Regions from separate parts of the Mus musculus genome. Here all the other regions are linked to region 5. The links are chromatin contacts, called in public Hi-C and HiChIP or PLAC-seq maps. All regions are on one chromosome and are shown on one strand. Each heading gives the region's core, a stretch centred on a gene start, on an enhancer-like site or on the middle of the called end of the contact. The rest is flanking DNA. Distances are from core to core; before and after follow the strand shown.

Region 1 (3,869 bases), core at 1,092-3,591, 340 kb after region 5:
TCTCCAGTGAAGAAATGAGCATCTCCACCAACAGTTGGCCTGGATGGCCCCAGTATCTGAAGAGGCTTATGAGCTCTTTCTTAGATCACTGTATTTCTGTTGCTGGCTTAGGTCAAGATGATTAAAGGTCTGGAAAAATATTTTCTAAGGCAACATTTCTTAACATTTCTTAAACTCAGGACCCCTGGAGACATCAGGGATTCTGGCAATTACCTGAAACCATGGTCAAGACTGGGATGTATTTTGAGGGAGTGATTGTAAGTTAGATCTTAAGACTAACCTACAAACACAGCTGCAATAACATAAAGTATAAGGTTTGAAGGCAAACACATTCTGGAATTGCCCTAGAAATTACCTAGGAAAACTTCTCAAAACACACACACGCACACGCACACGAAATTTTTCATATAAAAAAAATGGGATTCCAAAAATAAATTAAAATTCCCGAGATGAAGAGATGGCTCAGTGTGTAAAGTTCTTGTCTTGTAAACATGAGATAATTTTCTATCCCCAGCCTTCGTGTAAAAAAGGCAACTAACACATGTCTGTAATTCCAGCTGTGGGGAGGTAGACAGAACTTCCTGGAAGCTCGCTGAGCAGCCAGACATGCCAAACCAGTAAGCTCTAAGATAACAAGAGACCTTTAGGTATGGGGAGGGAGCTGAGAGAGGGCTAGAAGATGTAACAGAAATCGGTGGGTGGCATCTCTAAGACTGGGGAGGCTATAGGAAGTCTTTGGGGGGCACCCTAGCTGAGATTTCTACCAATGGGAGATATAAAGACTGAAGTGGCCAAACTCTATACCCAGGTGAGACTTCCAATGGAGGAAGGAGGACATTAAACCACCCACAAACCTTCCACCAAAAGTTGACCCACTAGAAGATGCAAAGAGATAAGGATGGAGGAGAAATTGAGGGAATGTTCAACAAATGACTACTCTAACTTGAGACCCACCTGGTGGGAGAGAGCCAACACCTGAAACTTAATGATACTCTGCTATGCTTGCAGACAGGAACCTAATATAACTGTCTCCTGAGAAGCTTCATCCAGCAGTGGATAGAAACAGATTCAGAGACTCTAAGCCAGACATCAGGTAGAGCTCAGGGAGTCTTGTGGAAGAGTTGGGGCATAGGATTGAGCAAGCCAGAGGTGTGAGAAGCACCACAAGAAGACCTATAGAGTAAACTAACCTGGGTCCATGGAGGTTAATACAGAGTGCACGACCAACCAAAGAGCATGCATGGGGCTGGACCTAGACCCCATACACATTTGTAGCAGATGTACAGCTTGGTCTTGATGTGGGTCCCCTAGCAACTGGAGTAGGGGTTTTCTCTGACTCTCTTGCCTGCCACTGAATCCCCTTCCCCTAACTGGACTGTATGGTTGGCTCTCAGCAGGAGAGGATGTACTTAATCCTGCTTATACTTGATGTCTCATCACATCAAGCACATAGACATGGATGGACACACACACAAACACACACACACACACACAGTGCCTAACCCCTGATAACCACAAAAATGCATCTTCTCTTAAAATCTCGACATTATCACATAAACACAATAGATTGCAGGTAAGGGTTTGGTTTGGTTTGGTCTGGTTTGGTTTGGTTTGGTTTGATTTGGTTTGGTTTTTAGAATTAGATTCTTTCATTCAACATAAGCATTTAAAATTAATCCAAGTTGCTTTGTGTGACAGTTCTTTTCATTTATTGTGTAAATTATCACACAGTTTATCTGTGTGATCTACTTAAAAACATTTAAGTTGGGTTTCAGCTTCTGGAAATTTTGAATAAAACTGCTGTAAACATATATGTGCTAATTTTTATGTGAACATACAACTTTCCAAATCTGTCTAAGATAAGGAATTCGTTGTGTGTTGCTGTGTGAACAAATGAACTCACGAGTCTTAAATACTTAAATCAATGCACACAAATTTATGTCATTGTTTCACTGAGTGGGAGAACTACACATCGGGGTGTCGTATCCTCCAAGATTTTCATAAGATATGATCAACCCATCCAGTGGTCTAGAGAAGATTCCAAGTCTAAGGAATGTTACTGGGTAGGGTTTGGTCCATTGTAGGTTCTTGTACTGATGACCTCAGTTCTTCTTTAGCTGTGGCCCAGTGTGGTCTTTCTTGCTTGCCACATGAATGTGCCCTAGGTGGTGTGATTCGGTATAACAATCTGCTTCCTGGAACACATTCCTGGGTAACTTCTCATATCAACCTTCATAGATTACCTGGTGAAAACCATTCAGATTCCTGGATCATGCACACAGCGAGTTCACTGAGGAATGGGACCTTTCTCACTCAGGAAAAAAAGCAGAACTAGGTGGAAGGGCTTGTGGTATAACACAATGGGGAACCACAGCCAATTAAATTGAAAGTTCAGAACTTACTGCCTTGTCTAGAGTGACCCCCATACAGCAGGGAGCCTTATCTTTGTAACCAGAGAGTATCGTCACACAGAAGAACTGCAAAACTCTGCCTCTTTATGTAGAAGAGAGCTCCCATTGGCAGTCTCCACTGGAAGTCATCCATAAAGAAACAACTCCAGTGGCCAGGGAGGAGTGCCCAGTCCTGAAAGTAGAATCCACCCTGTATACACTAGAAGCTCTGCTTGGAACATGTACAGATGCTCTCTGAGAATGTAACAAGGATCCTTTGCAGAGCTGGGGGTGGTACTTGGCTGTGAGTATTTAAACCACATAATTGGGGTATTGGAAGCAAAGTCTGCATGAAAATCTTGAGGAAGAGAATCTAAGACCACTGACAAACAGAGATCAGTCGTGAAAGAAACAAAATAAGGAGATGGGAAAGTCAAGGCCATGTGGGAACGTGAAGGTTCCATGAGCATCTTTATCAAAGGCAATAAGGAACGACTAAAGAAATTAAAGCGAAAACTGTTACTAGTGCTACATTTTGGAAAATTCACTCTAGCTGGATATAGAGTGAAGAACTAATTACAAGAATCAATGTTTTACAATTACAAGAGAGAGGGGGAAGGGGGAGGGGGGATAGGGGCAGAGAGAGAGAGAGAGAGAGAGAGAGCATTTAAAATTATAGATGTGGAATTAGTATAACAGAAGTATACCTAGAAAGATCTGGGATTAGATTTCAGATGAATAAGCATCGTGAAGAGAATAGACACTGAGAGACATGGTATGACATATGACTAGGATTCTGTCTGGGATAATAGAAAGGTTCATGGTAAACACATTATAAACACCTTTGAATTCAATTTTCATTTGACCAACTTGCTAGCTGTGTGTCTCAGAAAAGTCCCCTATGCCTTTGAGGCTTCCACTTTCTCACCAGAACGTTGCAGATGATAACATTGTCCCTTTAAGGATTCATGAGAGTATTAAAAGTGACCACTTAGAGAACTAGAGACATGGCTGCTCTTCCAGAGGACCCAGGTTCAATTCGCAGCACCCAAGTGGCAGCTCACAACCATCTGAAACTCCAGTTTTCAGAGAATCTGTTGCTTTCTTCTGGCCTCCACAGGTACCAGGCATGCACATGGTGCACAGACACACGTGCAGGCAAAACACCCATGTACAAAATAAAATAACATAATATAAAAATAATTTTTAAATTAATCACTTACATATTCGAGGTCAATCCACAAAGGCTGTTTAGCATGTAGAAGTATTGATAGCATGACTGAGCAGCAAACGGTGATAGGACAGTATCAAGAAAGAATCTTAATTACTCATTAAGGAAAATTACAACATGCATGAAAAATAAGTGAATGGCCATTGGGTTCAGTGATATGAAACAAAAAGGCATGAATGAATGAATATGTTGAATGGTCAGACTCTCCAAGAAGAAACTTCAATCAAAGAAATGGAAGAATTAATAGG
Region 2 (3,753 bases), core at 185-2,684, 370 kb after region 5:
CCCTCTCTCCTCTCTCTCTTTCTCTCTCTCTCTCTCTCTCTCTCTCTCTCACACACACACACACACACACACACACACACTATGCCCCTTCTATCAGTTTTTATTTTCAAATCACTACCATGTCCTCAAACTCTCCCTTGGCATGGAAAATGAACAAAAATGTCAAAAGACATCCCTGAATGCTTACGTTTAAAAAGTTTTAATGCAACTTTCCATAAGTTTTGTCAGGGTTAATTGCTCCGATATCAACATCTCCTTACTAAACCCCTCCCTGCCAAAACAAAGGGAAAAGACTATAAAAAAGTAAGACTATCAATCCTATGAAAAATATATGTAATCCTAGAAAGTTGCCTTTTTTTTAATTTATCTAATCTAAATTCTTGAAAGTAGATCTTGAGGTTATTGAGAAGTTTATATTTTGAGGTGGGACCCTAGCTAGTACATTTCATTCTTTATGAGTAAACTTTGTATAGGAAAAACTCTACTTAAAGATCTCACCTTTAATCCTTTGTCTTGATTTGAGATCCAGTTACCTCCAGCTTCTCTCCACTGACTTCTTTTGAATTGTCTAGCTTCTACAAAATTTAAACTGCCCAAGCTATCTTAATTCCTGGGCTAGCACTTGCCATTTGTAATGACCCATCACCCTACATTTTCCTTAAGCTTACCTCTCTCTCTGCACCCGCATGAATAAGGTTTGAATTAAGATGATTAAGCCACTACTTTTGCTCCTTGCAGGGCTATTCCAAGATGCTTTGTGCATTACAGCCCAGGATGCTATGATATCCGAGATGTTTTTTCCTCTTCCAATCTTGGCCAAGTACTTTAAAATGAACAGAGAACTTTGTAAGGAAAGGAAGAAAGAAAGAAAGAAAGAAAGAAAGAAAGAAAGAAAGAAAGAAAGAAAGAAAGAAAGAAAGAAAGAAAGAACAACAACTATGGTTCCAAGAGTGGGTGAACATTCCAGAGAGGTTCTTGTTCCCCCCCCCCAAACAGGTCTGCCCATCCCTACAAATAGCATTCTTGTATGAATAGTCCCGAGGTGAGTCACAAAACAACAAAGAAAACACAGTTTCTCAACGTGACAAAGGAAGGTTCTTTTTTTTTAATTTGAATTTGCATGCAGTTTATATTTTTAAACAGGAACTAGAAGAAAGGGGTTCCACTTTCAGTGAGCATATCCAGTCATGAGTTGCACTCTTTGCCCAGTTCCCTCAGTGGTGAAAATTTGGAATGGGTGACTATGACTCAATTTTGCTTCCTTTCATCTCACGGATTCTTCCATCCATTGTTTCCAGCATGCCAATGCACAAATTGTGTGCCAGCGTTGCTTCCAAACTTTAGTTCTAACCACACCACGCCACACTACTGAACCCTCCCCATCTTGTGATGTCCAAGTTTCCAGCATTTCCAAATTCTTCACAACCCTCTGTCACTCTCCACTCGGATTGTAGCCTCTATTAGCCCCTTGCATGACACCGCCTCAGCTAGCCTTCCCTGTGTCTCCTCTCTTTTGCCTAAAACAATATTTTTTTTATGAAATGCCACATTCCTTTTGCCTTTGATAACCAAGTGTTCTCCATGACTATAAATAGCTTTTCTCAACTTCACCTAGAGTCATTCTTAGAGGAATGGCTTTGCAATTGATTGCTGTATTTCTCACACCATTCACCTTTATCCAAAGTATACCAACATGTGTAGGCTTACCATAATGTCTGAATTAGTCTGAATCACCTTGGTCCCGTCATTGTCAGCTTCATGATAATTATCTTTCTCAGGTAGGGGATGGAGAAAACTCATATTGTATACTTTTTTTTCCATTCTACTGCCAGAAAGAACATGCCCCAAACATATTTGACACTGGTGTCACAGGAGAGAATGGGAAGGTCATCCTGAAGCTGTTAGGATGTGTATGTGGAAGAAGGAAAGTGAAGTGATAAGCAGGGGAAGAAGAAGCTAGCTTGAAAAGAATATGGCAAGAAAATTACTAACTCCCAAATTATCATAATTTCCAGCTAAGTGATCTACCCAAGAGCTGCAAGATGAAGCAGAATATTTCTCAACACTTATACACAGGGGTATAAGGCACAGGGACCCATTAATGCATAGAGATGCTGCAGGATAGAGGAGTATGGCAAGGGCTACCCTAACGGAAAATTTAAAGATGCTTCGCAGATTGTGCTGGGGTGAGTGAGTTTAGATTGATGTAAGTGTCCTTTCGATCTGTATCAATACAGGGTGAAACATCCTATGTAAAATAGAAGATTGAGACCAGCTTTAAAACTAAGACACATAGTGCACAGAAAGATGAGGACATGAGTAATGGGTACTTTTTAGTTAAGGGCTTCATGTCCCTACACTTCCACTCGTTCATTTGCAAAATGGAAGGGCTCCTGTTTACCTTTCCCTTGGTTGAATTGTTTTTAGCTCAGATGACGATGACAGCGAGGCCATGAGGAGCTGATGAAAGCCGGAAGATGAATCGCTGTTGTTGCTATGACTTCCTCTATTTGGAACCAAAAGTTTCCATGAGTTCAGCCTGGAAGTGAACACAGCATCGGGCCCTGTTGTGTAAAGCCTAGAAGGACCATCATCTTGGAAATTATTTTTAAAGCTACTGTGTGGAGATTGGCTAAAAGGCTTGAAACTTCTGAGACAGCTAAAGTTACCACCACTAAAAAAAAAAAATCTCCCTTGTACTATGAAATAATTCATTTCAGTCCTCACAATTCATCAATCTACACATATTCAGATATGGGCTTTTCAAGACAAAGGGGTTAATCAACCTACCCAAAGCCATGATGGTTATTTTACACCCAGACTACCCAATGCCAAAGAGGATAACATTCCCAATAATTCATTAAAACTTCATTATTTATCATATATTATATTATATTATATTATATTATATTATATTATATTATATATTATTGATGATTTTTATCACTTACCATTATTATTTCCCAAACTTGCCTGAAACTTGACAGGTAGCCAAAGCAGCCAAGGGTAACCTTGAAGACTCTTGTGCTTCTACCTCCTGACTTTTGGAATTACAGGTGTGTTGTCACACCACAGTCAACAAAATCAATTGTTATTTTAACAGAATTTTTAGAAACATGATACACATAAGTGAAACTGGTCTTTTGAAGAAATGAAAAGAGCTTACGTACTTCCTCTGTTAACCCCAGAGTGCCCGTGTCCAACATTGGATCTCCAGGAACATGTCCACTGATACCTTGGAATTGCTAGAAGAGAGTTCAGAAATGCTGCCTTTTGCACTTTTGCTTACTTTTCAATGCAACTTTCCTAAGTCTGAAATATGACAGCATCCCTACAGATCAGAAGGGTTGCATGATTTCAGAAACAGAAATGCCATTCACCAGTGGTGCCAGGGTTTGATGCAGTAGGTATTCTAGGTTCACATCAGTCCCAGTTGAATTCTTCCTGTATCACTTATGAAACTTCTAGTCAGCACTTGTCATGAGCAAAGCACAGAGTGAAGGCAAAATTGCTCCAGGTCATTCCCCATGAAATGAATAAAGAAAAAGAAAAATATGTGTGTAGTGTAGTTGAGAGAGAGCCCAGCTTGGGCTTTAAGCTGTGACTGTCATTTACAGGTGCTATCATTTTAAAAACATCTGCATCACTGTGGGGAGGGGTGGGTGGAGGATTTTGTTTTCATGTTTGCAAATAGACCAGGTGTTTGCTGTTGCATGTAGTTTTGTGCTACCGCCTTTAGCTCTAGAAGGTAAC
Region 3 (3,735 bases), core at 925-3,424, 390 kb after region 5:
ACAACAACAACAAACAACATATTTTCAAAATTTGACTCTTGTATTCTACATCCTAGGTTCATGATATTTGTAAAGCCTCTAATTTTATCTTAATTGATGGTATTCAGTGAGGACATTCATTATGTAGTAGGAGACACGCAGTAAGTACTGGATAAACACTAGAGTGGTAGACATGGTTACGAGCTCTAGTCTTCCTTTCTTATTACACAAAATCCTGCCTTTCTTCTGGTTTACACTTAATACCTGAAAGAAATCTACAATGATGTTTCAAGCATCATTTTATTGAAATTTTAAGAAATCATTGACTACTTAGAAGAGAAATAGTGTTGACCTGTGCTTTCTAATCACAATCTGACAGGTATACAGAGAACACAGATGGCACCCTAGAGATTCGGTTACCCAGCTCAGAAGCAGGGCACTTCTTCCTTTGCAGCAGTCCCTCCCATGGGGACCTTAACTTCTGTTCACACAGCTTCTAACAGGCATCCTTCTCAGTAGTCTGTGTGCAGACCGGACCAACCTACAAATATTTCTTCAATGGAAAAAACGGCATTTACAGACAGAGCAGAAAGAAATAACTTGAGAATGGCTGCCTATTTGTTCTGCCAAGAAGATACGGGTCAATGCCTTGATTCCTGTAATCTGAAATTATAAGTCATGGGTAGCCTCAACATTTAATTCTTATTCTGGATCCAATTTTGTGTTAGCCTCAAGAATGAGCTCTGGGTGGATCATATCAACAGAGCAGAAGAGTATGGTGCCCGCCCCGTTGCATTATGGATGCTAGAATGTGGCATAGAAGGAATACACTCACAAAGGTGAGAGCTGGAACCTCCCCTACTCCATGATGTTCAATGAACTCTCTAGCTGATACTCTGAAATATCTAATAGATGGTAGGAAGACCCACTGTGGAGCTCTCTGCTTACTCTTCACTTCTTTTCCAAATGTTTCATTTCCCCTAAAGAAGGAAGATTTCAATAAGCAGTAACCTTGGTACCCTCACAAGATGAGCCTTAGTTATCTGGCAGACCACAAAGAACCCCAAGGTACGTTAACTCTCCCAGAAAACAAGCACAGCCAGTTCTCCTTTGGGGAAGACGATCGGATCATCACAGAGGGAGATGGTAGTCTACCTAGGATAGACTTATCCATGGAAACCTGGGCCACATCCAGAACAAAGGCACTAATGAGCTTCTATCCCATGTCTGAGCAACACATTCTCTGTGCTGCTGCCTACTAGTGAACTCTCAGGTAGCTTTTTCATACAGTCTCCCAGGCTGCAAACCTTGGGTGTTACTTGTGCCAGCTATAATAACTCACACTGTTAATGGTCCACGTTCTGCTCATAAACTTGACTCACAGGTTGCCTATGTTCTCTATCAGGCTCTTGTCAATGACTAGTTAGTAAATTCATCCCTCATAGGTCTCAGATAACTGGTCTGTTACCAATAATAGAGCCCACTAGATAAAAGCCTAAAACCATTCACCATTGAATTCAGATTAAGAGAAGAAAAACATCAATTAAAATCCTTTTTCAACCACTGGTTTTAGGACTTTGTGGTTGATTTGGTGCTCTGGAAAAAAAGAGAGGCTAGCGATAATAACAGGTCAGTCCAAGAAGGACTATTCCTAAGGATGGAGTCCTGCCCACTCACAGTGCCAAGAGAGTTAGCATACATCTTCACCTTCATCTCCCAAGATATCTACTTCAGTCCTGACCTTCAATGCTTCTGGCTAAGATTTGATTGCCCTGGGCTTTCTGAGAACAACAATCTTAAAAAAAAAAAAAAAAAGGAACACGTTGTCCAATAGTTTGATGGCAGACAAGGGTATTTTGCCTTTGGCAATGTTCTTCACCCATTGAAAGATTTAAAGACTTTTCAACCCCAGTGTGCTATTCTGACTTTTACACTTTCTCAGAACCCTCTTAGTATCTTGCTCCCTAGTTCTAACACTGTGGTTCTCTTTAAGTTCATCCACGTCCATGTGTTAAATAAATCTCAAGGCGATTTCTCTGTTCTGACCCTTCTCTACCACACCCTCCTGCCTTGCTTCCCTTGCCTATTGTGAGCTCTGCTGTCTCCGGTTGCCAGCCCCCCTCCTTTATTCCCTGATGCTTCTGTGCTTCTTTTGTTCTCTGGCATTGATTTTGTAGTTCAGTGTCTATCTTTTTATCCCATTTACATGTCCTCAGCCATTCCTTCTGATCACCCAGAGCTCCCCAGAGGAGCCTTGATCCTCAGCCAGGCACAGCTGCAGACACTGGCACTGATTTTGCAGCTAGCAGAATCTTGCCTCCTCTGAGAAGAGAGATATCACTCCCAATCTACACACACTTAGGACAGAGCAAATGCCTCTGTGTTTCAGGATCAATGACCCTCCCCTTATAATGCTGTCTCATGTTTGACTTCACAATGAAGTTCAAGTCCAGGTTTATGTGAAATTCACTTGTTTGTCCTTTAGGGATCTCTTTTGACAAACTGAATATTGATCTTCCATCAATTCCCCTTTCATATTTTCCTCAATATTGTTCTTGTCCTTGTTAGTATTGAATTTTAATGACATCTACTTGAATTGATGATGTGTCATCCATATAGAAGTCACTATTTTCCTTTAAGTTATCCTCTCTATCCCCAGAGTCATAATTCCCCAAAACAGGGTACTTATTAATAGATCCAGTCGCCAGCAGTCAACTCATAACAGATTCACACAGAATGATAAACTGTTACAAAGTGTTTGACAGACACAATTTGAAGACATAATAGTCTACCAGTGTGGAAATTTGGAGAAAACAGTGAGAGTGGGATAATATATAAACAGGAAGAAGCAACTGAGTATTTCCTAGAAACAGCAAAGAGGTATGTGATGGTCTTGTAGCCAGAAGAACTACAATCCTTTTGAGGGCTGGAGGGAAGAGGTACATAAACACCATAGAACAGGAATTTAGAGATACCTAAGAAATGAAACAGAAGCCAAACCAAGTTGGTCAGGCCAAGAACAGTCATTTTGTCATAAAACCATAATAGTATATTAACTCTTTCCTGATTGGAATTCCCATCTACGTAAAATACAAAAGTCATTGCAATAAAACTTGTCAAAGTTTATTTGAGGAAATAACTAGTAGACTGAAATTTTGTACTTTTCTCCTTCACCTAGAAAAATCAAATGAAAGGATATGGAGATACAGGAATCTAGATCTCTACCTTTGGGGCTAGAAAGATGGCTCTGTGGTTAAGAGCACTTGCTGCTCTTGCTAAGGGTCAAGGTTCAGTTCCCAGCATCTACATGGCAGTCTGCAGCTGTCAGCTGTCTCTGACTTTGGCTCCAGAGGACTCAATGCACTCTTCTGCCTTCTTTGGGCACTGCAGGTACATGGTGAATTTACATACATGCAAGAAATATACATATACATGCAGACAAATATATAAATGAATAGATATATCTCCATCTTCAGTTTGAGTTTTTTTCTTTTCGTAATAACTTTGTTTACTCATAGAGAAAAAGGAACTCCGTTTTTAAAAGTCCATACCCAAAATAACTGCTAAATAATCATCAGATAAAAGTCTGACATAAATGTGTCATTGCTGCCTATGTTGACAATGAGGCCTATATATTTATGAAAAAATATATTTATGGAAGCCATACCTAAAACCACTCTAGAGAAGCTGGAAATGTAGTTCAGTGGATTTCTCCAGCATACACAAATCTGGGTTAATCCCCAACACTACACAAAC
Region 4 (3,738 bases), core at 186-2,685, 270 kb after region 5:
TCCCTTCTACAGACATAATGCAGTAGAGTTTCCAAAGCAATGTAGTATTTAACTTCAGGTATGAATCTGTGTTTTTTATTTAAGAGATTTCAGAATGGAGCAGGGCTTTCTGTGTGTTCTTGCCTATGACTTTCATTCATTGCACACACCCTTCATCACTCTTTATAAACTTAACTTTTTCTCCAATATAGAGTTCAGCAAGATGCAGAGTTAAAAAAATTAGCTCAAAGGAAACAAAACTAGTAAGAGCTATGTCTTCATCTGAGATCTCGTTGTTGGAAAGACTGGGATGGAGACTTTACAACAAAGCATAGCAGAGAAGCATAGCCTGACTTATAGAAAGATGGTTGATACTTAAAGCTTAGCCTTCTAACTCTTAAAGTCAGGCCACAGGCTAGCGAGTTCAGTGTATCTAATGCCTGCCACACAAGAAGGATGACCTGAATTTGCTCTCCATAACTTGAAATAAAAAGCTGGGTGTCGTGTTGAGCACTTGTAATTCCAGAGTAGGTTAGGTGGAGACATAGGGATCCCAAAGGCTCACTGGACAGCCAACCTAGCTACTGTGTCAGCAAGATCCAGGAAAGAGTCTGTTTTCAAAGCCACAGTGAAGAATGGCTAAGAAAGACACTTCATGTTGACTTCTCCCTACTCTATCTCTCTCTCTACCTCCCTTGTTTCCTCTCTCTCTCTCTCCCTCTCTCTCTCTCTCTCTCTCTCTCTCTCTCTCTCTCTCTCTCTCTCTCTCTTTCCCTCTCCCCCAACACTTATATTCATGCAGATAGTTCACACAAAATTTAGGCCAACAAAATGCAGCAATCACTTCAGAAATGAATAGAGTTTTACTGAGTTCCTTACAGAAAACACTTACATGAGCTACTGGCCAATGGGATTTTATTCAAGGGAATGCTTCTTCGAACAACTATGATCTAAGCATTCCTTGATCATTTTATTTTTTCAAATATTAAATGAAACCCAGACATACCTGAATCCTGGACGCTGGCCTTAAATTATACATACAATAGGCATATCATTGTTGGAAACTGAGAGCTGTAAACTGTGCTCCTGTGTGTCAAATTATAGCTCCGTGGAAGCTTTCCTTGTGCGTGCAGCCTCCCTTCTGATGTCTAGTTGCTATGTTTGCACTGGCATTTTAGTTGTTTGTCTTAACAATGTGAGTCCTTGCAAACAACTGCTCCTTGCCAAATTGGGTCGCCCCTTAGAAATTCCGCTTCACTATTATTCAAACTGATAGATCAAGACGGGGAGGGCATAGAGTGTCCACCCAGAGAGAAGCATCGTCAAGCTGAAAGAATGGAACATCATCACAAGTTATTGCCCTGAATTTCACCGAATCCTCTAGTCCTGTTTAGAAAGGATCCAGAAAAACCAAGGTTTCAGAGCCTGGAATGCATTTAACACTTAAGAGAATAAATGAATGTTGAATGAAAGGAAAAGCCTTCCTGTAAAGTACCATGAGCAATTCACAGAACATGCTGCTGTCAGAACTCACTGCAGAAACAAAATGGGGCTTCTAATTTGCTTTAATTAGGAAAAAAGAGCACCACCCTCGGAATGCCATTGTGTTTATATAGGAATCCAACCAGCTGACTGCCTGCTGTCACAGCCCTGGAACCACTCAGTTAAACAGTAGGACACAGTTGCATTTTATGAATGAAATACCATTAGTATGAAGCCAGAGATTTTTTTCCATGTTTCATTGGCTGTGACCATGCAAGGACAAGTGACCAAACACAGCACTTTCCAATTTTAAGTTAACCAGTGATCCCTTCCATGGCTAGAGTATTTAAAGTCCTTTGAAAGCATCAGTGTCTTTGTCTACAAAGCATTCCTTTTTGTTAAACAAAGACAACAAAAACATTCGATTCCTAGCATATGATACCAGCTTCTTATAATCTTACTAGAAGAGACCTGCTTTACAGGTCATCATGGAATCAAAATGTTGCTATTTGTTTTCTTTATAAAGCTGGAGGAAAACCTTGCAAGCTTTTTGCATGTCACAGATTAAACAATTGTTCAAGTTTCAGATGGCATTGTTGAATGTACTGACCATCTAAGCAGTGTTGAGTCAACTCTAGTCCTAGTGCCACATCAACAAATTATGAATCATGATTTGTGTGTATGTATATAGATGCACATGTGTTGGTTACATGTGTGTGCATGTGTGTGCACAGGTGTGTGCATATGTGTGTATGTGTGCATATATGTGTGTGTATGTGTGTATATACTTGTATGTGTGTATGCATGTGTGCATGCCTATACATGCTCATGTGTTTATGTGTGTGCATATGTGTGTATGTATGTGTGTGTGTGCGTGTATATATATATATATATTTGTGTGTATCTCTGTGTGTCCATGCATCATGTGGGTGCTCTTGTAGGCAGAGGATAATTTTGGGTTTTATTTCTCAGGTATCTACCTGTTTTAGGAGACAGGGTAAGCTACCTGGAAATGAGGCTCAAAAAGAATTCCCCTGTCTTTGTCTTGCTGCTGCTGCTGGGATTACAAGCATGCTCCTTCTCACTTGGCTTTTCTTACATGGTTTCTGGGGATCAAACCCAAGTCCTCGTGCTTTCAAGGAAAGCACTTCATAGACTCTGTGCCGTCAGCACCTATACATGTTGTTGTTGTTGTTTGTTTGTTTTACATAGGGCATCGGGAATGAACATGGCCTCTTGAAGTGGTCTACCACTGAGTTGTCTCCAGCCATAAATCACTGTAAAAAATCAGAGGAAAACATTGATTAGTTTTGAAACAAATCGCCCACCACTGGTACCAAAACTGTGTCTCATGCTGAAAATCTGGGAACAATTTCTGCTTCTTATTATCCTGTTATTAACTGGTTGTAGAAATTTGACAATGACAGCCTTCCGTATCTTATTTTTAACATGAGAAGTCATAACATTTTTCCTTTTACATAAATTTGTTGCAACCCAAAGACCTATCCATGATTTTAAAGAATTCAGTCATACCTTGCAAAACAATATTCCAGTCAAGACTGGACCACATATGTCACAAATGTCATGTGAGATTATATCATGTATCAATACCACTGCCACTGCTGCCTTAATTTAAATACACTCTATAATATCTACACAACAATGAAATTTACTAAGGAACTGTCAACACTGACAAAGGCTGCTTGACTGTTTATATTGCTCATTTGACGTTTCTAATGACTCTTTTTTGGTACAGATCAGCACTGTAGAAAGTGAAGCCAACCAAAGCAAAATCAAGAACTTAAAAATCAAGGTGCATCTAAGCATCTCTCACAGGAGAGCAAGTGTATGATTCTTGACAGCTGCAAGACATCAATAGGCTCCTAAGACTATTATTTGCATGTGGGCAACAGAGAGGTGTCCATCTTTCATTTTCAAATGCAAGACAGACATTTTCAGTATCCATTGTAATAATGAATAGCTAACACACACTATGTGCAAAGTTTAGCCATTATTAAAGTTGGCACTAGCTATTCCTGGGTGACCAAGTGTTACCTGCATCTCAACACACACACATGTTTAAAACCATCCCCTACCCTCTAAAACATCAACATTAATTGTGTATGTCTAACACTAATTCAAGTTTTCAAACTAGAAACATGGAAGATCTATTTTTTTACAGCCCATCATAGACTATCCTTCTATATATGTTTCAGTAACTATCATTTGTGTCTTTATTGATTCTTGTCAGAGTTCCCTCCATCATTTTTTTCCTCC
Region 5 (3,618 bases), core at 1,020-3,519:
ATTGAGAGGCTACATGTGCTGCTGTTCATGTTAAGACTATTTATAGGCAGATCCAAATTTAATCATAAGCAATGGAAAAAATAGTTCAGCGTCTCAATCTTAGGTAGATCTTAGAGGAGAGAGATGGAAGTAGAGGGATGAATATGCAGGGAAAAATGGGAGGAGATATATATATATATATATATATCCTCCAAGAGAACATGTGAAAACCAGATAAAGGTACTTCGGAAGAATAAATGAAAATCACAATGTCCTATAAGAAGCTTATTGACTCTCAGTGAAAAAGTAAGTTTCTAACTAAAGACAGGAAATATCAGAAGAAAAGATGCTGGGCGAAAGAAGTCTGCTAATGAGTACTTGGAGCAGCTATTCCCCAGCTGACGCCATGTAGACCAGCCCCAGAGTGCTCTGGGCACAAGTTGCTATGTGATTCCTATTGCTGCAGAGCAACCTCTGTGAAGCTCAGTAAACAGAAGGGAGGGGGAAGGACAAGTGCAGGGGGCGGGGGGTGGGGGGGTGAGACACCCATTTATATCTGTGTGAGTGTTGCCTCTAACATTGAGACACAGCAATGTTTGTGGCAAACTCTAGGCATGTGTACATGTCAAGGACAACTTGTGTTTAGCAAACAAGAATTTATATCTTTTTAAACGTTTTGAAATGGTACCACCCTTCAGGTAAAGATGGGTGAGGGACAAGCTTCTAAACTACTCAGAATTCAAAGAAAGACAGCTGGCCAGAGAGTTTCTACAAGGAGTGTCTGAAAGGGGCTGACTGCTTTGTTTGTGTTTGCTTGTTTGTTTGTTTAAGTAATTTCACAAAAATGCAAAACAAGATCCTTTACAGCTGTCAATCATGTAACAAAATAAATACCACAATATGAAGTGAGAGGCACAAAACAAATTGAGATGACCTTGACCCTGACTGTCACTGTTCCCACCATACTTGAAGTAACCTATTTTTCTCCTGAGCGTTGGGAAGTGAGTGTGTGTGTGTGTGTGTGTGTGTGTACTCAACTATGTAATGAAAATAAAAATAAAACCCTTAGATGTGGGTAAGAAGAGAAAGACAAGTGTAATGGTAGCTCACAGTGCACCTACAGAGCTGGTTTCCAAGAGGAAATACGACTGCCTATTAATTATTAATAGGAAAAGACAACAAATGATTAAAGGAGATATATTAATTCTCTTCTGTGCTTAACCAAAACAGGTTTTCAAGCAATGCCTTTATTTACTGCCAGGTATCTTCGGAGTTTGTGAAAATCTCTAGAATGGATAACCTCATCCAAATCTCCACTGACAGACTGAAGCAGACGGACGTGCGACTACCCATTTCCTAACTTGGTTTTTCCCTCAACTGTCATAGGAGTACTAGTTATGATGCAGTCGTTTTCCTCCCTGAATCAAGTTGCTTCGATCATTGCTTCCCTTAAACCACACTGTCTTCAAATGAGGAATTTACACCATTATTACTAAGAATAGCAAAGTACTTAGGGGAGACCGACATCGGATGGGAAAGTTTTGCGGTCTTGAAGCTAAAATCCAACTCTGGCTGCTACTTTTTTCCTTTTTTTCTCAGCAAAGGAACTTTGAGACTTGAGAAGCTCACTCTGGAATTTTGTGCTGTATCTGTAGCAAGGACTCCCCCTCCCCAAACACCAAGGATCTAGATTAAGTGCTAAGTCTCTTGGTCCGATCAAGCCCCAGTCTCCTTCTCTTCCTCCCTCTCACCCGCAATAAGAGGAAGAATCCACGCCAGGCTCGCGCTTGACTCTAAACCCAATATCTCCCTACAGCTGGTGCATTGGAAGTTATGAGCACAAACAGATGCTGCAGAGAAATCTGTTTCTATTGCTCAACTCTTCCAAGCGTGTCTCAGTATTTTTAGCTCTGAGGATGTTCTGGTGCGCACACAAACTATATAGGCAATGAGCCGGGACTCCAAAGCTTGCGGGAGGAAAGCATTAACAGCAGCCTGACAACTGGGCACCTCCGGAGCAGCCGGAGCTGTAGGGTAGAGGACTGTGGAGCAAGTTCATTGCCCTGGACACACACAGACAACCCAGAAGAGAACAGGAAGAAAACACAGAAGCCCTTACCTGTTGCTGGTACAGGATCATGGGGACATGGAGTGGAAGTGGGGATTACAGAAGCATGTAAGATCCAGTGGTTTTTGTGAAAGAGAATGAGCCGAAGCAAGTGAGAATTCCCAAGACACTGCTTGCCGGTGCTGGGAAGGCTGCGCGCTGGCCAGGGCTCCAGTGCGCTCTGCGATAGCCTGGAGGCGGTCCTTGTGATAACCGGCCTTGTTGGCTCCGCCCTCTGCCCACTGTTGGCCAATCGGAGCGCACGTGGCTGCGCTTCCCCCGCCCCGGGAACCGCCATCAGGAGGAGGAGGAGGAGGATCTCTACACCCGCGGACCCTGGCTCTGCCAGCCTCGGAACCTGCTGTGGCTTCCTCTACCTCCTCCAGCTGCCTAGCCTGGTCTGAGAGTCCAGCTCTGGGCTGAGGAGGAGGAAGTCGCGGCCCAGAGGGTACAGCAACAGGTGGGAAGCTCAGCCTCCATGCGGCTGCCTAATTGCAGCCTGGCCTTGGGCAAAGCTTCCTACTGGGTTCTGTGAGACCCACACTTCCCGGTTTCTTTCCACAGTGGAGGCCGGCTGTACGTGTTCCTGTATAAGGGCCCGAGAGGTGTCAGTGCCTGGGAAAGACGTCTACAGCAGGGAGGGAATAAATAACCACTGGGGTGCGTCTCCCTCCAGCCCTTTTCCAGCCTGTAGACTGTGGAAACCCACAGAGCACTCAACTGCAGCTTGCGGATAATCCTTAAATTAAACCTGGAAAGGGTCCCGGGACCCGCACTCAATACCCTGCAAAATTTAGATGTGCTAGCGATTGCTTGTCTGACTGGGCCGTTTCTCCTCGCAAATGATGGTGAATTACTTACAAAAAAAAAAAAAAGAAAAAAAATGCGCCTAGACTTCTCTGGGATGTGTGGGGGAAGGGAGGGAGCCGCTGGTTCCTTTCGCCTTGTCCGCCCTCGCCCTCGATCTTTCTCTCCACCACCGCCCGGCAAGCTCTGCTCATGTAAAACCAGAACAATTAGAGAGTAATGAATTCTCTGGAACAGCAACTCCTACAGACTCTCAGCTCTGCCCTCGCTCCAGCGCCTCCCCGTCCTCCTTCCCAGCAACCAGGCAAGAGTACTGCAGACCTTCAAAAACCAGCCTCGGTTAGCACCTGCATCCTGACAATTTATAAATGAATTCTCCACTGAGTGTGTAAAGCAGGTGCATGTTATCTCTGAGTACATTGGTATCGTAGCGAAGCTTTGCTTTTAAAATGACATGATGCGTTTAGGAGTCTTTTATCTTCCACGGAGTTTTGCAGTCCGGTTTAATGAATATGCTTCAAGCACCCCAAAGCATCTGCCTACCTTTAACTTAAGCCCGTAAAGACTGCCTTGAGTCACCAAACAACCTCTACAAAATATTTCGCGTTCTAGGTGGTAGGAGCAGGGCACACTTTTATGTGTACGAGTGTTGAAAGGAGCCGTTCTGAGCTGCTGAGTGGATACCCACCTCCTAGTCCCACATCCGCACTTGGCCCCTAGGAGGT
Region 6 (3,706 bases), core at 561-3,060, 460 kb after region 5:
TCCCCCTTCCCGACTCCCCTTCCCTGTCCCCCCCCCCACAACTCACATCTATCTAGCCACTAGATCTCATGACCCAGACTCCACCATCTCCCAAAACAGCTCGACCAAATGGGGCCATCGTGAGTCTGTGGGAAACATTACATATGCAAGCCTTAAGAAAGAAAGAAAGAAAGAAAGAAAGAAAGAAAGAAAGAAAGAAAGAAAGAAAGAAAGAGGGAGGGAGGGAGGGAGGGAGGGAGGGAGAGAGAGAGAGAGGGAGAGGGAGAGAGAGGGAGAGGGAGAGAGAGGGAGAGGGAGAGAAAGGAGGGAGGGAGGGAGGGAGAAAGGGAAGAAGGAAGGAAGGAAGGAAGGAAGGAAGAAAGGAAGGAAGGAAGGAAGGAAGGAAGGAAGGAAGGAAGGAAGGAAGGAAGAAAGGGGAAGGGGAAAGGGAAGGGGAAGGGGAAGGGAAGGGAAGGGAAGGGAAGGGAAGGGAAGGGAAGGGAAAGAGAGAGAGAGAGAGAGAGAGAGAGAGAGAGAGAGAGAGAGAGAGAGAGAGAGAAAGAGAAAGAGAGAAAGAGAGAGAGAAAGAGAAAGAGAGAAAGAGAGAAAGAGAGAGAGAAAGAGAGAAAGAGAGAAGAAAGAGAGAAAGAAAGAAAGAAAGAAAGAAAGAAAGAAAGAAAGAAAGAAAGAAAGAAAGAAAGAAAGAAAGAAAGAAAGAAAGAAAGAAAGAAAGAATTCTGCAGAACCTGGATGCTCTTAGTCAGAGAAAATGCCATAGTGACTTGGACAGACTTGTGCATTCCATCCACACCAATCCTACCTGCATTTTTATCTTCCTGTGAACCAGTTCCCTTGAAGAGAGACATGAACATCTCTGTTCATGGCAATGCAGACTCTGCCACTGAAACACCACCCCTATGGATCACAAGGGTTTTTAATGCATCTCATCTAACTGAAAACTGCAAGAGGCTTAGAATTAGTTCTTTACATGCCTAACACTGTTAGATCCACTGCCACAGTTCAGTGAAAAAAATATATATTTTTCCACTTCTTCCTGATTGCATTTTACCCTCCTCTGCCAAGAAAATTTACTACATTTTTTTTCATGAGTTTCCTCGTGTCAAGTGGAACTTTTTCATCCAAATTTCACTGCTCCAGCCCATATGTCTCTTCTTTCTTTTTGTGATTTTATTTTTTTGGGGGGGAGGAGGGTTAGGATACCACATAACAAAAATGTTTCTCTTATATTAATGTTTTTACTCAGACAAAGTAAACCATTGCTCCTCGGTATGCCATCCGGGAGCCAAGAAGGACATGACTCACTCATGCAGAGATTTTATTTAAGCCATTTGCTCAGTGATCCAAGTAGATTAAAGACAGATCTGCTGCCCTAGGAGTGGCACTGGGGTATCAAGGATCATTGCCACTTGGTAGATAAACCACATGCGGCTCCTATGGCGGCCACTTCCCTTAGTCTCTGTCAACCTCATTAAACATTGCGGCACCTGCATTTAACGGGCTCTGGTTGACTGGGGGAGTACACTTACTGAGTTCTTGAAATAACCCAATGTTAATACAGTGTTCCCCCATCCCAAACTCCTGGGATGCCTTGGGAAAGCGGGTCTACATTTCCCTTAAGGATTCTTGAGAAATGAAGAAAGCAAAAGGAGAGAGTGGCAGAGAAGAAAGGGGAACATGAAAAAGGGGAAATAAGAGAACAGAAATAAACCGAGAGAGAAAACATTGCAAGTTTCCATTATTCCTCTCTCTGCCAGAGAATCTGGAATGTTAAATGGCTGCAAATTGAGCGGCTCATGAGTAATGGATTTGGTCTCTACCACTAGGGGTCAGAAACCCAGGACGTGTAAATAATACTCACACTCTTGAAACAAGGAACAGATGATGATGTCCCTGCAAAAGATGAACCTCAGTTTTCTTATTTTTATAGAAAAATATGTCAATTCCAGCATTAGGACAAACATCAAGAATGTTGTAGACGTAGGCACTTCCCAGTGGGTGCACATCTCAGACCATGAGGACTTTATGTCAGCTTTAACATTTCAGAAGAAAAACTGTAACTGGGATTGTAGCTCAGGTGGTTAAGGGCTTTCCTAGCACGAGTGAGGCCCTAGGTTCCCTTGCCAACACCTGCAGAAAGGGAGTATGGGGCTGGCTACCTGTAATCTCAGCACTTGGGAGGTGGGAGCAGCTGGATTGTAAATTCAGCTACGTGGAAAATTCAAAGCCAGCCTGGGATGTGTGAAGCCTTATGACAAAAAATAAACTAATAGGTTAACTATTTTTTAATAAGGTAGTGCATTCATTTTAAAATGTGTTTTCCTAACTCTGTTCATATTTCTTCCCTACCTTCTTTATCTTTCTTAACAAGATGCTTTTCTTTTGTTTTTTGTTTTTTTTGTTTTTTGTTTTGGTTTGGAGAGAGAGATTGGGAGAGAGAGGGAGGGAGGGAGAGAGAGAGAGAGAGAGAGAGAGAGAGAGAGAGAGAGAGAGAGAGAGAGAGAGAGAGAGAGACCCTTCTTCTGGTCTCTTCCCCTTTGCCATGTCCTAAGAGTCCTTTTGTCCATTCCCAACCTTCCTGTTCATTGACCTTCAGCTTCTCTTGGTCCTTTTTCTATTGTATTAGGCTTTGTCCACATTTATAGTCATTCCTGTGTTCATATGTATGTGTGCACATGTATACACTACACTCCCATCAGCACATTACATCCCCACATCTTCACCACCAGCATTTCCTGTTTTATGTTATCCAATCTCACAGGAATCAGGTGGTTTCTCAAAGTAGTTTAGCTTAAATTCCCTTGAATACTAAAGATTTTGGTTTCTTTTTTAAAATAGTTATTGACCACTGATCTATATCTCTTGTGAACTGTTGATTTCAGCCAGTTGTGGTGGTACATGCCTTTAATCCTAACACTTGGGAGGCAGAGGAAGGTAGATCTCTGAGTTTGAACCAAGCCTGGCCTACAGAGAATATTTCCAGGACAGTCAGAGAAATCCTATCTTTAAAAAAAAATCCATTTGTTGATTTGCACGATTTGGTTTTCTTCTTTTTACTGGTGTTTAATTTTGCATTTCATTGTAAATCCTGGATACTAGCTCTCTGTCTTGGATATAACTGATAAAGATGGTCTCCTATTCCTTTAAGCTGTCTGCTCTCCTAACAGTTTGAAAGAATGTTTGTGTACTTTTGTTGTTAAGGAACCCACAATTTCAAGTGGAATGTTCAGACAACAAGTTACTTAATACATATTTAAGGCCTCCCTGTATAATACCATAAGTATGCTTGATTGGGCAGTGTTACATACAATAGAAGCATTGTAATAGAGAAAGTTGAAATGACTGGACAGTAACTGTGAGGCATTCTTCTTGTAGATAACATCAGGGCTTAGAGGAAGCAGGAGTCTGTGCAAAAGGTCCAGCTGGAAAAATAGATTGAAAGTAAGAGCCGGCATAAGCCAGTAGAACCTGGAAATAAATAATCACTAGAGGGCAGAGGCTACGTTAAAGGTGCAGAAAGCAAGGTGGGATGATTAAAGGAAAATATTCAATGTTGGTGTTTTGTAGGCTGGGTAAAGGATTTGAGGTTCAATCCTTGGTGCAATGAGAAACTATTAAACAATGTTAAACTGTCCCTTTTAAGTGGTTATGAATGGATGATGGACTCTAAAGCAGTAGGAGTAGAAACAGAGACATCAATTATCAGGCT
Region 7 (4,217 bases), core at 706-3,205, 410 kb after region 5:
ACATTTGCATTCCAGACATGACCTGACAAACCCTTGTCAAGTGGGGCAAAGTACAGGTGAGAGATCACCTAAATCAGAAAGCTAAGCACCACCAGCTGGGGCTCCATCTATGCACACTTGCCACAGTTGGCAGATAGTCAAGGACCTGCGTTCCTTTGCTTGGTCAATAACTGAAACAAAACCCAAGCCTCCAGCCATGTCACATGCTAACATGGAGGGGACCAGGAATGTCAGAATTATGACTGGCGTTACTTGAAAAGTCTTGTACAGATGTTGGCTCTTGCTCTCCGACCCCAAGGAAGTTCAGGGCAAAACTCAATGAATTCAAGGAATGTGTGTTAAAAAGAACCAAAGAGCAAACCTGAATGTCTACTCTGGTGTAGAAATCAAAAGCTACTTATCTGACACTTTAGTTAACATTCTTTAATGGAAACAACAGCAAAACCCATCCAGACAACTGGAACCCAGAGCATGTTTTACCCTGTAGTTAGTCATTTCTTAAGGACAAGAAAAAAAGTTATCAGGTGTTCATGTGCCTACTGGAATAAAATACCTACTTTGTGTCTGCTGGAGAAAGATCTGTCACCCTTCTTGTCCCTCCCTCCCCCCACCAAACACCCATTATTTGATGGAGGGACAAGGCAAAGGATCAAATTATGCATTCCCTAGTTTTCCTTTGTGGCTGTGTTAATAAAGGACTTTCAACACAGAATGAGGCCAAACCAGTAGATTGCTGGTGGAAGACCCCAGAAGTGGCTTTTATTAAAAGAACAGGTTCTTATTAAAGAGCTTCTTTTTTAAGGAGCTGGGGAGGAGGCTGAAGCGCTGAGATCAAAATCACGAGAGTGTAAGTTGGGTTCCCCAGCACCCTACTAAAAAGCTTAGTGGGGATGGAGAGGTGCTGGAGAGACAGATCAGAGGTTGAAAGTTCTTATTGCTCTTGAAGGAGACCCTGGGTCAGTTTCTATCAGTCACGTGGGGATCCACGATCATTTGTAACTCCAGTTCTAAGAAATCCTATGCCCTCTTCTAAGCATCTGTGGGCACAAGACGTGCACATAACACACATACATGCATGCAAAGGAGGCATTCATGCACATGAAATAAAATCAATAAACCTTTAAAAGAAAAAAATCGCCAAGCATGATAGCATGTGCCTGTGATCAAAATGCCAGGGAATCAGAGACAGAAAGATCCCTGTGGATCAGTGGCTAGCTAATCTGACCATATCAAGGAGCGCCAAGCTGATCGAGACACTCTGACTCAAATGTAATGTGAAAAGTGACTGAGAGAGATATCTGATATCAATCTCTAGTCTCCACATTCCTATACAAACATGGACACACATGGACACGTATGCATATATATCACATAGAGAATTTTCTATTTCTTCAAGTTGTCATATGTGTGTATGTGTGCTGAGAAACTTTCTGAGTGCTTAGTGCGTTCCCTGGAGGAAGTGAGTCACGGACTAGGGATGGTCCTTGAGCCCTAAACCCAACCTCCATTTTCTGTTCACTGCCTGCTTCCTGAGTGTGGATGAAACGTGGCTTTCCAGGCTTCCATTCCTGATGCCACCACGCCCTCCCTACCTGATGAGCTGCATCTGCTAGAACTGTGACACCAAATTAAAGACTGTACCCTTCCGTTGCTTTTGTCCTGATAACTTTATCACAGCAGCAGAAAAAACTGACGACGACATTTCCCATAGTGAAAACTACGTAAAATGTCTTTTAATGCATTGCTGTGGTCTTAAGTTTACCATTTCTTCACTATTTAATATTAGACAAATTGCTGTCTGAGCCTGTTCCATCTGCTTCGATTTTTATAGCGATGGCTGCCTTTTGAAGAGGTCAAACAAATGAGGTTGTGTGTCCAGAAAACAGTAGTAGTTCCCAAGGGAAAGGACCTCTCTGCTGTGGCTTGGTCTCTTCTCCCAGGCAACCTGAAAAAGAATCTGCTACTAGACCTCAACTGAGCAAATTCCTTTCCTTTGTCCCTGTGTCAGCCAGAGTCTAGACTAAGCTTACATCTCTGCTTACTTTCTGAAATCAGATAAGGCTACAAGAATTCAGCTTGCTGAGTGGAGAGCTAGAGCCCTAATCTCCCCTGTGACCTCCCTCCCAACTCCCACCCTTTTCAAAAGAATACAAATATATGTCTGGAGTTTCCATAAACAGGAGCACGTGCCAAGCAGGTTTGTGTGGACGGCAGAAAAATGTTCTTTTGATTCCGATCCTGAAAACACATCACCGAACAAGTGTTCTGAGGAACGGTATCAACAAGGGCTTTCTGATTAAACCAATTCCAAGCTGCCCATAACAAACTAATTAGGCAAACTTTCCATGATTGCCAGTGTCTATTTGATAGGGCTAAGCTTTCTGGCTATTTCTAACTAAGAATTTGTGACCAGACTCACCCCTGATTCCCATGACGGCTAACGATGTAAACAAAAAGGTGAGATACCCAATATTGTTTACCCGGTGGTCATTCCACTATGCTATCCATCCTTAAGGTAAGTCTGTGTAAATAAATGCACTGCTCTTCCAAAGGGATTGGTAGAGAAGACTTGAAGACATGCAAGGCTATCTCCATTTACCGGTCAGGAAAAGATATCTTCCTGGTTTCTAACTCTAGCTTTAGTTTTGGACATTGGATATGGTTTTTCTTAACACACCAGGGTCTTTATACTTTCCAGAACTGTGCTTCAGGACTGGAAGAATAAAGACAAGGTAGAAAGAAAACTCACAACAGCAGCCAGCATGTGCTAACAGCGACTGTGCTCCAGGCATTATTAGACATTCCCTATGGAGCAATTCATTGAGCAAATACCGGTATCTAGTTTATGTTTAGCAAGTATCTGCTTCTGCAGATGCAACAGTGATGGCCATGCATAGAAATCCACGGCTGCATGGGGCAATTGGGAAACAGAACCAACTATTGAACTTAACCATCAAAGAAGTATATAAGGACTACCCTTTATAATTAATTCCCCTTTACCGTGGGAAGGAATTGAGACATATAAAGTATGTCACTTCTTTAATTCTAGTGGATGATAAAGCTAGATTTTATATCCAGGCATTTTCTCTCCAGAGCCCAGACTCCTTGTCATTTTGATCTTTCCTGTCATTTTTATATATTGCTACCCAAAATAGCAACTAAAGTAGACCCAAAGTGACACTCTACCTAGGAAACCTTGCTGCACCAAATAATTCCAGGACACATTGTCAGGTCACTGACCCAAGACAGATATGCAGAACACAAAGTTGGATAGGTTGGTTAAATCATACCTGAGGAGGGCATTGTGGTACACAGCTGCTGATGTCAGGAGTAGGGATGTGGGTGCAGCTGATACAGTGCTTACTGCATAGACGTGAGGAGCTGAGCTTGCTCCCTGGCATCCAAATGGTGAAGGAGAAGGAGGAGCACCCAGGTGCCATAGCAGACCTTAGAACCCCAGCACTGAGGAAGTGGAGGCAGGAGGATCCTGGAGCCCTCTGGCCTCCCAGTTAGTAGAACCATCAAGCTCCTAGTTCAGTAAGAACCCTATCATAAAGAATAAGAGGGGGACAAAAACAGAAAAAAAAACCACAAAACAAACAATACAATACAAATATATATTGAAAAAGGAAAACCCACCCAGGCCAGTCTTTTCCTTACCCTAGGCCACCCTCACCAGCTTGACTTTGTGCCAACGCTCTTCCCAATTATTATCATGGAATTTTAAACCTCTGAATTTCGAAGGTGGTTCAGTCTGTAAAGTGCCTGCCTTGCATGAGGACTTGAGTTCTGTTTACCAGACCCCATATAAGAAGATGGACGTGACGAATCACACTTGTGTGACAGTGATGGCAAGGGGGAGGTTGGAGGTATGTGGATCCCTGCAACTCACCTAAGCCTGAAGTCCTTGGTCCAGACTAGTGAGAGAGACTCTGTGTGCAACCAAAAGGTGAAATTCACTCATGAAAGAACCAAGAGCTTGTCTGCTGACATCAACCTGGATACGCACACGCACACGCACACACACACATATGCACAAACACTCAGAGGCAGACACATACGCACCCACACAAGTTGCAAACCTTTCAGCTGAGAGGAATTTCAGATCATTCTAAACTCATTCATGCTGAGCCTGTGATTGGCATCTCTCTTGCCAGACCTAAATTAAATCTGTAAAGCCACAGATCACATTTCTAATTCTTTCTCTCCTTGGCCTT

What was found. A called contact is a pair of places that touch in the nucleus more often than the background predicts. HiChIP or PLAC-seq counts read pairs in DNA pulled down with a chosen protein or histone mark.
Region 1: a contact with region 5 is called in an H3K4me3 HiChIP or PLAC-seq map of bone marrow-derived macrophages, with 2.4 times the contacts expected there. The contact joins the enhancer-like site here to the promoter of Kcnj2 in region 5. A contact is called at or near these places in 7 of 39 promoter capture datasets (the 3T3-L1 cell line, 3T3-L1-derived adipocytes, the HPC-7 cell line and 4 more), 2 of 484 Hi-C or Micro-C datasets (cortical neurons and ventricular fibroblasts), 8 of 115 datasets of contacts at active chromatin or transcription factors (VIP interneurons, acute myeloid leukemia, bone marrow-derived macrophages and 5 more) and 3 of 9 other capture datasets (adipose tissue, embryonic stem cells and pancreatic islet).
Region 2: a contact with region 5 is called in an H3K4me3 HiChIP or PLAC-seq map of bone marrow-derived macrophages, with 4 times the contacts expected there. The contact joins the enhancer-like site here to the promoter of Kcnj2 in region 5. A contact is called at or near these places in 9 of 39 promoter capture datasets (the 3T3-L1 cell line, 3T3-L1-derived adipocytes, HPC-7-derived erythroid cells and 6 more), 8 of 484 Hi-C or Micro-C datasets (the HPC-5 cell line, bone marrow-derived macrophages, cerebellar granule neurons and 3 more), 7 of 115 datasets of contacts at active chromatin or transcription factors (acute myeloid leukemia, bone marrow-derived macrophages, embryonic forebrain and 2 more) and 3 of 9 other capture datasets (adipose tissue, bone marrow-derived macrophages and liver).
Region 3: an H3K4me3 HiChIP or PLAC-seq map of stem cell-derived neural progenitor cells shows a contact between it and region 5, with 15 read pairs. The contact joins the enhancer-like site here to the promoter of Kcnj2 in region 5. A contact is called at or near these places in 5 of 39 promoter capture datasets (cranial neural crest, embryonic stem cells, liver and 2 more), 3 of 484 Hi-C or Micro-C datasets (bone marrow-derived macrophages, epidermal suprabasal cells and pre-B cells), 10 of 115 datasets of contacts at active chromatin or transcription factors (acute myeloid leukemia, astrocytes, bone marrow-derived macrophages and 6 more) and 2 of 9 other capture datasets (adipose tissue and embryonic stem cells).
Region 4: a Hi-C map of cortical neurons shows a contact between it and region 5, with 2.6 times the contacts expected there. The contact joins the enhancer-like site here to the promoter of Kcnj2 in region 5. A contact is called at or near these places in 5 of 39 promoter capture datasets (cranial neural crest, frontonasal cranial neural crest, hippocampal neurons and 2 more), 2 of 484 Hi-C or Micro-C datasets (both in cortical neurons), 5 of 115 datasets of contacts at active chromatin or transcription factors (bone marrow-derived macrophages, embryonic limb bud, embryonic stem cells and 2 more) and 3 of 9 other capture datasets (embryonic stem cells, liver and pancreatic islet).
Region 6: an H3K4me3 HiChIP or PLAC-seq map of bone marrow-derived macrophages shows a contact between it and region 5, with 5 times the contacts expected there. The contact joins the enhancer-like site here to the promoter of Kcnj2 in region 5. A contact is called at or near these places in 4 of 39 promoter capture datasets (cranial neural crest, embryonic stem cells and maxillary cranial neural crest), 5 of 484 Hi-C or Micro-C datasets (the C2C12 cell line, bone marrow-derived macrophages, cerebral cortex and 2 more), 17 of 115 datasets of contacts at active chromatin or transcription factors (VIP interneurons, acute myeloid leukemia, bone marrow-derived macrophages and 12 more) and 3 of 9 other capture datasets (adipose tissue, embryonic stem cells and liver).
Region 7: a contact with region 5 is called in an H3K4me3 HiChIP or PLAC-seq map of bone marrow-derived macrophages, with 6 times the contacts expected there. The contact joins the enhancer-like site here to the promoter of Kcnj2 in region 5. A contact is called at or near these places in 8 of 39 promoter capture datasets (cranial neural crest, embryonic stem cells, frontonasal cranial neural crest and 5 more), 5 of 484 Hi-C or Micro-C datasets (bone marrow-derived macrophages, embryonic stem cells, granulocyte-monocyte progenitors and 2 more), 16 of 115 datasets of contacts at active chromatin or transcription factors (acute myeloid leukemia, astrocytes, bone marrow-derived macrophages and 12 more) and 3 of 9 other capture datasets (adipose tissue, embryonic stem cells and liver).

The regions. Positions count from the first base shown.
Region 1 is chr11:110,726,298-110,730,166 of GRCm38.p6, reverse strand. No RefSeq gene overlaps it. Among named protein-coding and RNA genes, the nearest start is that of Gm46300, 180 kb to the right of the region's middle. Within about 2 kb of position 2,341, at least 7 of the 459 cell types and tissues checked have an H3K27ac peak or open chromatin away from gene starts, as enhancers often do. A contact at or near this core is called in bone marrow-derived macrophages, where this site is marked.
Region 2 is chr11:110,695,987-110,699,739 of GRCm38.p6, reverse strand. No RefSeq gene overlaps it. Among named protein-coding and RNA genes, the nearest start is that of Gm46300, 150 kb to the right of the region's middle. Within about 2 kb of position 1,434, at least 36 of the 459 cell types and tissues checked have an H3K27ac peak or open chromatin away from gene starts, as enhancers often do. A contact at or near this core is called in acute myeloid leukemia, bone marrow-derived macrophages and macrophages, where this site is marked.
Region 3 is chr11:110,671,665-110,675,399 of GRCm38.p6, reverse strand. No RefSeq gene overlaps it. Among named protein-coding and RNA genes, the nearest start is that of Gm46300, 120 kb to the right of the region's middle. Within about 2 kb of position 2,174, at least 6 of the 459 cell types and tissues checked have an H3K27ac peak or open chromatin away from gene starts, as enhancers often do. A contact at or near this core is called in neural progenitor cells and stem cell-derived neural progenitor cells, where this site is marked.
Region 4 is chr11:110,797,923-110,801,660 of GRCm38.p6, reverse strand. No RefSeq gene overlaps it. Among named protein-coding and RNA genes, the nearest start is that of Kcnj16, 200 kb to the left of the region's middle. Within about 2 kb of position 1,435, at least 10 of the 459 cell types and tissues checked have an H3K27ac peak or open chromatin away from gene starts, as enhancers often do. A contact at or near this core is called in cortical neurons, where this site is marked.
Region 5 is chr11:111,064,815-111,068,432 of GRCm38.p6, reverse strand. Kcnj2 (potassium inwardly-rectifying channel, subfamily J, member 2) reads right to left here and starts at 2,269. Exons shown (of 2, transcript NM_008425.4): 1 at 2,099-2,269.
Region 6 is chr11:110,603,290-110,606,995 of GRCm38.p6, reverse strand. No RefSeq gene overlaps it. Among named protein-coding and RNA genes, the nearest start is that of Gm46300, 53 kb to the right of the region's middle. Within about 2 kb of position 1,810, at least 14 of the 459 cell types and tissues checked have an H3K27ac peak or open chromatin away from gene starts, as enhancers often do. A contact at or near this core is called in the C2C12 cell line, acute myeloid leukemia, bone marrow-derived macrophages and 1 more, where this site is marked.
Region 7 is chr11:110,650,104-110,654,320 of GRCm38.p6, reverse strand. No RefSeq gene overlaps it. Among named protein-coding and RNA genes, the nearest start is that of Gm46300, 100 kb to the right of the region's middle. Within about 2 kb of position 1,955, at least 9 of the 459 cell types and tissues checked have an H3K27ac peak or open chromatin away from gene starts, as enhancers often do.